Linked DNA regions of Mus musculus: region 2 is linked to region 1. Evidence: chromatin contacts called from public Hi-C data. All regions are on one chromosome and are shown on one strand. The core of a region is the stretch at or near the end of the contact, and the rest is flanking DNA. Distances in the headings are between cores, read along the strand shown. Region 1 holds the start of Bcr (BCR activator of RhoGEF and GTPase). Region 2 holds the start of Adora2a (adenosine A2a receptor).

Region 1 (4,951 bases), core at 1,480-3,979:
TTTATCAAGAGGATTCTGACAAATGAAGCACGTGCAACTCCATCAGCAAGAGGGGGGGAAAAATCAGTGAAGCAAAAGACCAGATCAGCTCAAATCAACAGAGGCAAAGACGCCAAGAGATTCCTGACAGCTGTACACCCCCAAGTCCTATGCCTGCCGGCACCCCTCCCACCTCACTCCGATTGAAAATTCAGCCTGGACCTTGAACCCATAACCTCTTCCCATTACCCCACACACCCAACGGTGGCTGTGTGCAGCCGAGAAGTTATGGTTTATCTTAGCGCTAGAGTCAGACCATAGATTAGGAGACTCAAACAAGAACCTGTTGAATAAACTGGTCAGTGGTGGCACACTTTAATCCCAGCACTTGGGAGGCAGAGGCAGGTGGATTTCTGTGTTAGAGGCCAGCCTGGTCTACAAAGTGAGTTCCAGGACAGCCAGGGCTACACACACACACACACAAAAACCCGTCTTGGAAAAAAATAAAAAATAGAAAAAGAACCTGTTGAAAGCTCACCCTTGAGAAAATGAAGTGGGGCAAGAGCACGCTGGAAGACCAGAAAAGAAGGTGGGGTCTGGAGACCTAACTCAGAGGTGTAAGAATGCCTTGAACTGGCACAGCACTGGGTTTGAAAAAGAACGACAGACAAAATTCAGTGGCAGTTGATGGAGGAGTCTACAGGTGAGTAATGATGGGTAAGACCTGTCCAAGCCAAATCAGTCAGGATGGTGTGGGATTACCTCACGTAAGATCTTCAACCTCTTGCTTTTCAGTAGCCCACTGAGTCACAACTTCTGCTTCCTTTCCTCACCTGCTCACTGGCTGACAAGTGAATCTGACACATCTAAGCCCTCAGGCAGCTTGCACATCTTGGGTTCCCCCAACGTGTCATATTACCACTCCAAGACCAGAACAACCAGGTGGCGGGTTGTGGAGAGCCTGCACAGATCACCTTCTCCCCCTCACACACCCCCCCCCCGCGCCCCACTCAAGGAGTTAATCCAGGTGGCAGAGATGACCGACTTTGTGGTCCAGCTTGGAGAGGGCACGTGGCCATCTCTTTCCCAATACTTCCGCAAAACCCACCTTGCTCTAGATCTAGACCCAAGAGAGCACACCACCAGCCATTCCCTTCTATTCCCCCACCCCCATCCATTCCCCTTCAGGAAGAAGGGGGTGGAGTCAGTTCAGGCGCAGGGCCAAAGAGGCACAAAAGCACTTGAAAATCACTCCAAAAAGTACCCATTTTCTCCCATGCCAATCTACTTCAAGAGTCCAGAACAGGTCCAAGTATGCCCACACAAGGCACTCACCTGCTTCCCCTTGAAAGGTGCTGTCCCCATCACTGGGCCAGATCTGCCCAGTCTTGCGGACACCCACGATGGTAGCCTCAGACACCACAACCTGGCACTGCCGGTGCCGCTTCTGGCACTGTGGCGTCGGGGGGCTGCTGCTGTCAAAGGACTGCTGCGAATTCTGCGAGGGTGAGCGGCTCTTGTCCCGGAACATGCGGTAGGTGGTGGGGCTTGGTGACACGCGGCTGGACTGGCCAGAGGAAAAGTCCTCCTCGCTGGAGGTGAGGTTCTCGTTGGAGCTGCAGTCCGGCGTGTAGCCACCTCCGCTGTCCTCGAAACTCCGAGGCGAGTAGGACCTGCGAGGCCAGGTTAGGCGTTTCTCCTGCTCTGAAGTGCTCTGGCTTCGCAGGAGAGGGCTCTTGCCCTCCCCTTCCACCATCATGCCTCCGACATAGATGCTCTGGTAGGGTTGGTACTCCAGGGGCGGCCAAGGGGGCCTGTTGCCGCCGTTGGCATTTATTAGGTTGTCCTTCAGGAAGCGGGGATTCAACTCTGCATCCTCATAGTCACCGTCAAGGCCGCAACTGCTTTCCGAGGAGCGCCCACGGTAATGGGGTCTGGGTGCTTCCCCCAGGCCCTGCCCGGCGCTCTGCTGGGACTTCTTGCGCTCCATTTGCATGGCCTGGCTGCCCAGGGAACTGATTCGGTCGGACACCTCTTTGTCGTTGACCTTCACCAGGCCGCGCTCGTGGTGGAACTCGACGTTCACGTAGAAGGGCTTCTCGGCGTCGGCAGAGCCGGGCTGGGCAGGTCCCTTGCGGATCTTCTCGAAGTTGGATCTGAGCGCCGCCACGCTGGTGGGGGGCCCTCGGTCGTCCCGGTCCGCCGATGCAGCAGCCGCTGGCCTGCGGGCGGACGCTGACCGCCCCTTACTCGGTGACCCCTCTCCGTCCGGCCGCGCCTCGGACTCCTCGACGGGCGCCGGGTCTGCGCCGTCGGCGGGCGCGGGCGGCGGGCGCGGGGCGGACGCTCGGGGCTCGGCGGCGCCGTCGGGGGGCTGCGCTGCACGGCGGAAGCCCCAGCGCTGCCGATCGTAGCTCTTCTTCTCCTTGGCCAGCAGCGTCTGCAGGTAGATCATGCGGAAGCGCTCCTGGTTCACCTCCTGCTCCAAGCGCCTAATGGAGGCCTTGCAGCGCTCCAGCTCCTGCTCGATGTCACCCACCGAGCGCAGCTCCATGCGCGGCGGCTCCGAGTCCGGGAACTGCGCCCTCCACGCCTCGGCGAAGCCCACCGAGTCCACCATGGCGCGGCCGGCTCACCTGCGCCGCCGAGCTGCGCGCCCGGAGTCCGGCTCAGCGGCGGCGCGGCGTTCTCACCGGGCCCGGGCTGGGGAGCCCGGTGGCTCCCATGGCCCCGCGGATGCGGCGGCGAACAATGCCCGCCCCCGGGGGCCGCAGGTGAGGTGGGAGGCTCGGCGGCGGCGGCTGGGGGTGGGGGGCGCGCGCGGGCGGGGGGAAGGGCGCGGGGTTGCGCACGCCGCTATTGTGTGCGGGGCTCCGCAGCGCGCGCGGCGGCGGCGGGAGCCGTCCTCCGCAGAGCAGGCCCACCGCCGGCCCACGGCCGCAGCCCCGCGGGCTCCTCGCCTCCGGTTCCCGCGCCGCCCCGCCCCGCTCCGCAGCTTTCCGGGCAGGCGCTCCGCTCGACACGGCCAGCTCTCGCCGCACTCCCGCCCCGGCCCGCACTCAGCGCTGCAGGAAGGGGAGGACCGGGGGGCGGTGGCCGCGGAGCGGCTGACGGGGCTGGGCGCGCCTCTTAAAGGGGCCGCGCCGCGGGAAGAGCGTTGGGTCCTTAAATCGGACCCGGGACGGCTGCTAACCGGTCTGATCCCCTTCTGTACACAGAGGCGCCCCAGACCGGGTGATTCGAAGCGATCCTTTCACCACGGAGACTCTCATGCCTGTTTCCTCTTTTCTGCATCCACCAACCTCGGTGCTGACCGCACCAATGAACACCCAGCAGGGCCCAAACTATTGAGAAATCAACCGGGGCAGGTCAACGGTGCAAGCCAACAGCCCGGGTGCTAGCCAGTGAACCTCTGGTGCTGGAGGTGGGTGATGAAGCTTCACAATGGCCACTCAGTTGTCACCGGACTCCTTACACTGAATGATAACTTAGGAATGTCTCCCCATCTGTTCGGTCAACGTATCTCCCTTCCTGAGTAATGACTTTTGACCTCTGGAGGCCAATGTAGTATTTTCGGGGTCTTTTTCTTTCTGTGAAAGGATCGCACACCTCCTTCTCAGCAACAGAGCTGGTGGAAGACAGGAAATCTTTAATGGCTCCCAACGAAGCTTAGGGATCTGAGGCACTTAGCAGAGATGCTCTCTGCAGGAACTCTCCAGAATACAAAATGAAACCCAGGCCAGCCTGCTGGGTGAGGTGAAAGGCAATAGGATTTGGCAGCTGAAGAACAGCTTCAATTTTGACCACTTCTCCCATCTCCGTGCCTCAGTTTCCCCGAGCTCTGAGATAAAACCAGAACACCTGCTTCCACAACTGTTATTTCCTTGGTTATAAACTGTTATCATGCTTTTCTAGAGAATTAGAGCCCAGCGCCAGCAGCCAGATCAGCAGGGCCTCCCTGACTTAGGCCGGGATTCTCTTTCCGGCCCTGGAACTCGCTTCCATCCAGCCTGTTGTCTGCACCTAGTAGGGTTCAGTTTGTGTTAACGTTGGTAGGGCTGGCGAGTCTTTGGAGCCCCGCTCAGGAACTCTGTGAGCGCTGTGCAGCTCGCTGCTGCCCTCTGTAGACATTTTTAATCTCTTGTTCCTTCCTTCCCCGCCTACCTCTTGCCCAGCAGGCAGTAAACAACGCAATTGCAGAGAAGAAATAGTTTTGCTGGTGACTTGACTTCTGAGCTTTGAAACAAAAACAAAGAGAGAGAGAGAGAGAGAGAGAGAGAGAGAGAGAGAGAGAGAGAGAGAGAGAGAGAGAGAGAGAGAGAGAGAGAGAGAGAGAGCAGGCATCCCAGAAGCACAACAGTGAAGTACTTCCTTGGTAGAATGAGCAAGTTAAAAAGCCTGATCCTCGCTGGGGGCGTGGCTCAATGGTAGAGGTCTTATTTGGTAAGACATGGATTAATCCCTAACAGTACATAAAAAGGAGAAAGACACAGACAGATAACACACACACGGGGAGGGGGGGGTGGCGGAGGGGACTGGGGCAGAGAGACACAGAGACAGGAGAGAGACAGAAGAGAGATGGAGACAGAGCACAGAGACAAACAGGGACAGTGACACACAGATACAGGGAGGAAAGAGACAGAGGAGAGAGAGAGGGAGGGGAGAGAGAACGGAGAGAAAAAAAAGCCAAAGCCGTGACCTCACAGGGTCACAATCAATACTAGCTGCCGCCCATAATGATCTGATGGGCTCATTCAATAAGTGAGCCAGGCAGGCGAGACGAGAAGAGCTCAGGCCTCTGGAACCCTATTTCCTGGCCATCTGAAAAAAGGAGACTCTTCCAAAGACTACATTCTTCTTCTTCTCCCCCCCCCCCCCTGTTGACTGGGTCCTTAAGTTCCCAGTAGGCTTGGTAGGGCCCATATAACCATTAATGTGTGGAACAGCAATTAGTACTTTGGTGGGAGAGGGT
Region 2 (4,951 bases), core at 1,785-4,284, 260 kb before region 1:
GTCCTTGGGACAGAGATGTGATGATGCAGCCACAGAGGCTGAAGGTAAAGAGCAGGCTGCACTGGACCAGTCTGAGTATGATCCACCGAACCCTATCACTGTTCGTCCCTCTGTCCATCAGTGCTTCCGCTAACCTGGCTCCCGGCTCCCGGACGCCATTGTGAGGCCAAAAACAAAGATTCCTGCAGCTAGAGCCTCGGAACAGAGTCATGGCACATTAAGTTAGAGGTAGCCCTGGGAAACAGCACAAGTCCTGTCTTCCTAGTGTCCAGTGCCTTCCCAGGCCTGGACTAAGGGCAGCTTCTCTCCCCCATTCCATCCCTGCTTGACACCTGGCAGGATCTCAGGGCCGGGACCTCCCTCTCTGCACCACATGGCTCCTTCTTCCTTATCTCAGGGTCCGGGTCTTGCTCTGGGCATGAACAGTCTCCAAGGGCTCCTCTCTGTACCTCTAATCTCCTCCTACAATCGGGGTCCCAGTGTGGACCTTGGTCCTATTCTCAGGTTCTGTCACCTCTGCTGCCACCCACCTACAGACTACTTTCCTCCACTGAGTTCCCCAGGTCCTGATCATCTACCCTGCCGGGTCCCCAGTGTGTCCCACAGACCAGATTCTTCCCTGGCACTTGGAGAAAGTCTCTTTTACCAGTTCAGTACTTGCCTGTAGCAAGATCCTCACCTCTTCAACTACACCATCACATTCACCAAAACTTCCTACCGGTGTCCATCTGTCTATCTGACCATCTGTCTCGCCCTCCACTCTCCTATGCACATACTACTCAGGGCTACCAAAAGGCCATTGAGCTCTAGCTTCTTCGAGGGAGAGGGGGTAGCTCAGGAAGGAGCAGGTTAGAGGCAAGAGCTGCTGAATCAAATCCAGGCAACAACCGAGAGCCACCAGGGACTGTGGTCTCACTGACAGGTCCTGGACTTTGCAGAACCTGATGCCTGGGAGCCACATGCTTGCTCCCAAACCAACTCTTGTCCACATTTCCCTCTGTTCACGGCAATCTCTGCTTCCCCTTCCAGGGTTACCCAGCCTAAGAACAGAGGAGACCCCTGACCTGCCCTCTAGCATACCCGTCCCCACCCCAGTCACCACTGCCACCACCTCTTCCCCTGAACCTGCCCCACACCCAACCAAAAACTGTCATTTTTATTCCCTTCTCCCACCCACCCCCATACCCTTGTGTGTTAGCACTACTAAGAACACCATTCCTCTACAGGTGGGAAAATGGTTTTCCAGGACAGTGACCTTCCCTCAGCCACCTAGTTAGTGTGCATCAAGGGGCCAAGATCAAACTCTAGGTTGGGACACCAAAAATCTTTGACCCATTAGCAGGACACTGGAGATCACCCACTGCTTCTTCTGCCTGGCCCACGGTTTGTCTCGTACTACTTGTGTGGGCTGACCTTAGCCTAACTTCAAGCCATGAGCAGGAAGGCTAGCCCAGCCCAGAACAGTCATGGTCAGCCTCTAAGGGAATGCGCACTGGCTAGGGGTTGCTCAAGAGACACTAGAACTTGAGAGAACCTGGGAAGTCCCAGAATGCAAGGGCTGAGCTTTGAGATCTTGATACCATACTCAGGGACCCACCGATCTTTGAGCAGCGACTACAAAACCAAACAGGCAGAGCCTTCCTAACTCCCTGTCCCAGAAAAGCTCTCCATCATCGTCTTAAGGGTCCTGGCACCTAGGACATCCTTGGTTGGTTGTGAGCAACCTCCTGAAAGCCCACGAGGTCTGGGAGTAGAGGAGGAGCTGGGCAGTAGAGGCAGAGATCGGGCAACCAGCACAGAGTCCCAGGTAGAAGGACAGAGAACAGGCTCTCATCTCAGGGAGGCAAAGTGCAGTCTATGGTTGGGTAAGGAGAGGGATTCAAATCCCTCCTGAGCCATTCTGGGGAGAAGGAGTCCTGGCGATTGTCTGGCTGCTGCATCTGTCTCTCTGGTCCACTGTGAATTCCTGCTCCTCCCATTACATGGGCGGGCAAGATTAGTCTAAAGGTTCCAAAGGCAGTGCCCATCCTCTGCCAAACCCTTGAGAGTTGTTACCGTTCCCGCCATTTGCACCCCTGCTTTGGGCACCCCCAGGCACCCACCCTGTTGTCCACTGGACTCTCCGCAGTGCCCTAAGTTCCCGCCACCACAGTCAACAGGATGCTCCCCTCCCCCGGGTTCCAAACTCCCCTGCTCTTGCCGTGCCTTCCCCGAAGCAGCCGGTGCCCGCTTGAACCCCCAACCCGAGAGTCTGACCCGCCTACCTCCGGCCGCGCCTCGACGTCCGCAGCCTAGCTTTGGTAGGGACGCGCCCTAAAGGGACTTGTGTGCTTGCAGGTTCAGTCCCCTCCGCGCGGCGACAAATCGACGGCTGTAGCAGCTCGTGTCGCCGGCGGGTCTAGACGACTGTAAGGCATCCCGCTACCCTGCCTTACTCGAGCCCCTTCCTCCCTAGCTGCCCTTGAGCACTTTCCGGTCGCCGAGGACCGCCCCGATGGCACCACACTTGAGATGTGACCGCGCCGAGGACCCGGGCTGCTACCGCTCCCGAAGTGGCCAGGGCAGGCTCGGACCTCGGCACCCGCGAACTCCCCTCCCGACAGCAGGAAGGAAGAAGGGTCGGAGGGAGCGGCGGGCGCTCCGAGGGGCGGGAGGACCCTGGTTCGCTCAGACCTCCAGGCTCCGCAGCCTCCGACGGCCACAACCGCCAAGATGCCCACCCGAAAACCCCCAGGGTCCCCGGGACCCAGGACCCCCGCTGACCTGCCTCTTGCTCTGGCTCCCACCGTCTCAGCGACCGCTCGGGCTCCAGCTCCGGCCGCGCCGCTCATGGGCGCACCCTGCAGGCGACTTCGAAACCAGCGCTGCTCCCGCCCCGCCCCGCTGCTGGGGGAAACCGAGGCCTCGAGGCGGGAACCAGGGGAAACTGTCTCTGGAAGGGCGAGGTGGTGATGGGTCCGGCAGCAAAGCACCCTTCGCCCCAACGTGGGCGCTTCAGGTCCACGCGTCCTGACCGCCTCCTCCAGCGCCACTCCCACCCCCACCCGAGTGCCCCCACCCATGAAGCCTTGGCGCCCCACCCCTCTCCGGTGGCTCCTCCACAAGGCATTAGGCTGTCTATGCCACTCTGGTCCTCCCAGTTTTGCCCTTTATCGGAGCTAAGCTGCCCTGATGCTGTTATGACCCAAGCTGCTTCACACCCGACCCTAGGCCGGGGCTGGGGGCGGAGGGGGGTTGGTCCTTTACAGTTCTTACATCTCTGATGCCTGTGAACCGTGACTCCTCCCCCACATCTTTACTTCTCTGAACTACTGAGCAAGGAGGGAGTGCATCTGCACCACAGCCTAACTAGGACTCTCAGACTTCTGGGCTGGGAATCTCCTCCTCTCACGACTGGAGGCAGCTGGACCCAAAGTGGAATCTTGTCTTTCTGGAAGGATTTGCAAATCTCAATCTGTTCACAACAGGGCAAGCCCTTCACACAAGGCCACAGCCTTTCTGGAACCTTGTCTTCTAGAACCTTTGCAACCCACAGGCTGTCTGGTTAGAGGAAAGTATGAGGGGAGGCTTGCTGAGAGCCAGGCTAGACCCCCGGGGGGCTGCAGTCAGGATGGGAAGGAATATCTCTTCAGAAGTAGGCACATAGTGAGTGCAGGTGCCAATGTCTGCCTTTGAAATGGTGATTGTCATCTACCAGGACTTGACTTGGACGCCCCCCACCCCATCTCTCAGGCTCATTCTTCCAAAGTCTGACCTTTTATTTCCATTTGATGAGCCCACCCTCGCAGTGTTACAGCATCTGTGGGGTAGAGGGTGTGCCTGTGTCTACAGATCTGGTTAGAGTAGGGACCTTCGTGCAATTTGCTTTAAACCTGAGATCCTCTGGAGGGAGCACAGAAGACTGGAGCACTGCCATCTCAGCTTCAGTTAAGAAGCCTAAAACCATCACCAAGCAGGACCAGTGCCAAGGGCTGCCCTGACACTGGCGTGCGTCGCCATGTGCCTTGCAGGGGTAAGGATGAGACACGATCAAGCTAGGGTCTATTCTCAAACTGGACTCTGCGTGTTTGTTCCTGAGTTCTCTTGGGGGAGCAATACTATCCTGCCCATTCCTGTCAAGACTCGTGTCCTGGGATGACTATCTTAAAAATGCCCCATTGAAGGGGATATGGGGACTCATGAAGTAGAGACCAACTCTTGGCCAGTTCTGGGGATCCCTCCTCTCTCTCAACCATTCCAATTCCAGGGCCCAGCACCTTTCTCCAGGGGGACCCTCCTAGAGCAGTGGTTCTCAACCTGTGAGTCACAATCCCTTTGGCAAACCTGTATCTCCAAAAATACTTATATTATGATTTATACTAGCAGGAAATTACTGTTACAAAGCAGGGAAGAAAGAGAGAGAGGGAGAGAGGGAGAGAGGAAAAGGGAGAGAGGGAGAGGGAGGGAGGGAGAGAGAGAGAGAGAGAGAGAGAGAGAGAGAGAAGAGAATTTTGTGGTTGGGTGTCACTACAACACGAGGAACTCTATTAAATGTTTGCAGCATTAGGAAGTTTGAGAAGCACGGGGCCAGAGGGTGATGCCTGGCCCACGGAGTAAGGCCTCCTTTCCAATACTGGTCCTCAGGAAAACAAAGCCAGTGGCCAGTTCACCCTTAGGTTCTGATGGGTACCATCTCACCACAGAAACTGTGTCCTATGGCCGTGACAGTCAAAGCCTGCTTGGCTTCAGCTCCATGTCATGACACTGTGTAGAGCCACAAGAAGATGGCTCAGGCTTTCCAAGCCAATAAAAGTTCACATTGGTCTTGGCCTGACTCCCTCCCCAGTTATATGTGTTGAGACCAAACAGGAACCGCCCTGCCCCTTGACAGTACATGTAGCCCCCAGAAGCCTGGTTTCTAGCTCTGGGTTTTGGTTTGTCAGTATAGCCTCAAGGCAGTCCCTGAAGGTTA

Evidence for each region. A called contact is a pair of places that touch in the nucleus more often than the background predicts.
Region 2: a Hi-C map of erythroblasts shows a contact between it and region 1, with 3 times the contacts expected there. The contact joins the promoter of Adora2a here to the promoter of Bcr in region 1. A contact is called at or near these places in 5 of 39 promoter capture datasets (the HPC-7 cell line, cranial neural crest, embryonic stem cells and 2 more), 4 of 484 Hi-C or Micro-C datasets (embryonic stem cells, erythroblasts, regulatory T cells and 1 more), 1 of 115 datasets of contacts at active chromatin or transcription factors (memory CD8 T cells) and 3 of 9 other capture datasets (embryonic stem cells, liver and pancreatic islet).

Annotation. Positions count from the first base shown.
Region 1 is chr10:75,058,674-75,063,624 of GRCm38.p6, reverse strand. It overlaps Bcr (BCR activator of RhoGEF and GTPase), which reads right to left and starts at 2,729. Exons shown (of 23, transcript NM_001081412.2): 1 at 1,315-2,729. The coding sequence starts at 2,599.
Region 2 is chr10:75,314,960-75,319,910 of GRCm38.p6, reverse strand. Adora2a (adenosine A2a receptor) reads right to left here and starts at 3,034. Exons shown (of 3, transcript NM_009630.3): 1 at 2,764-3,034.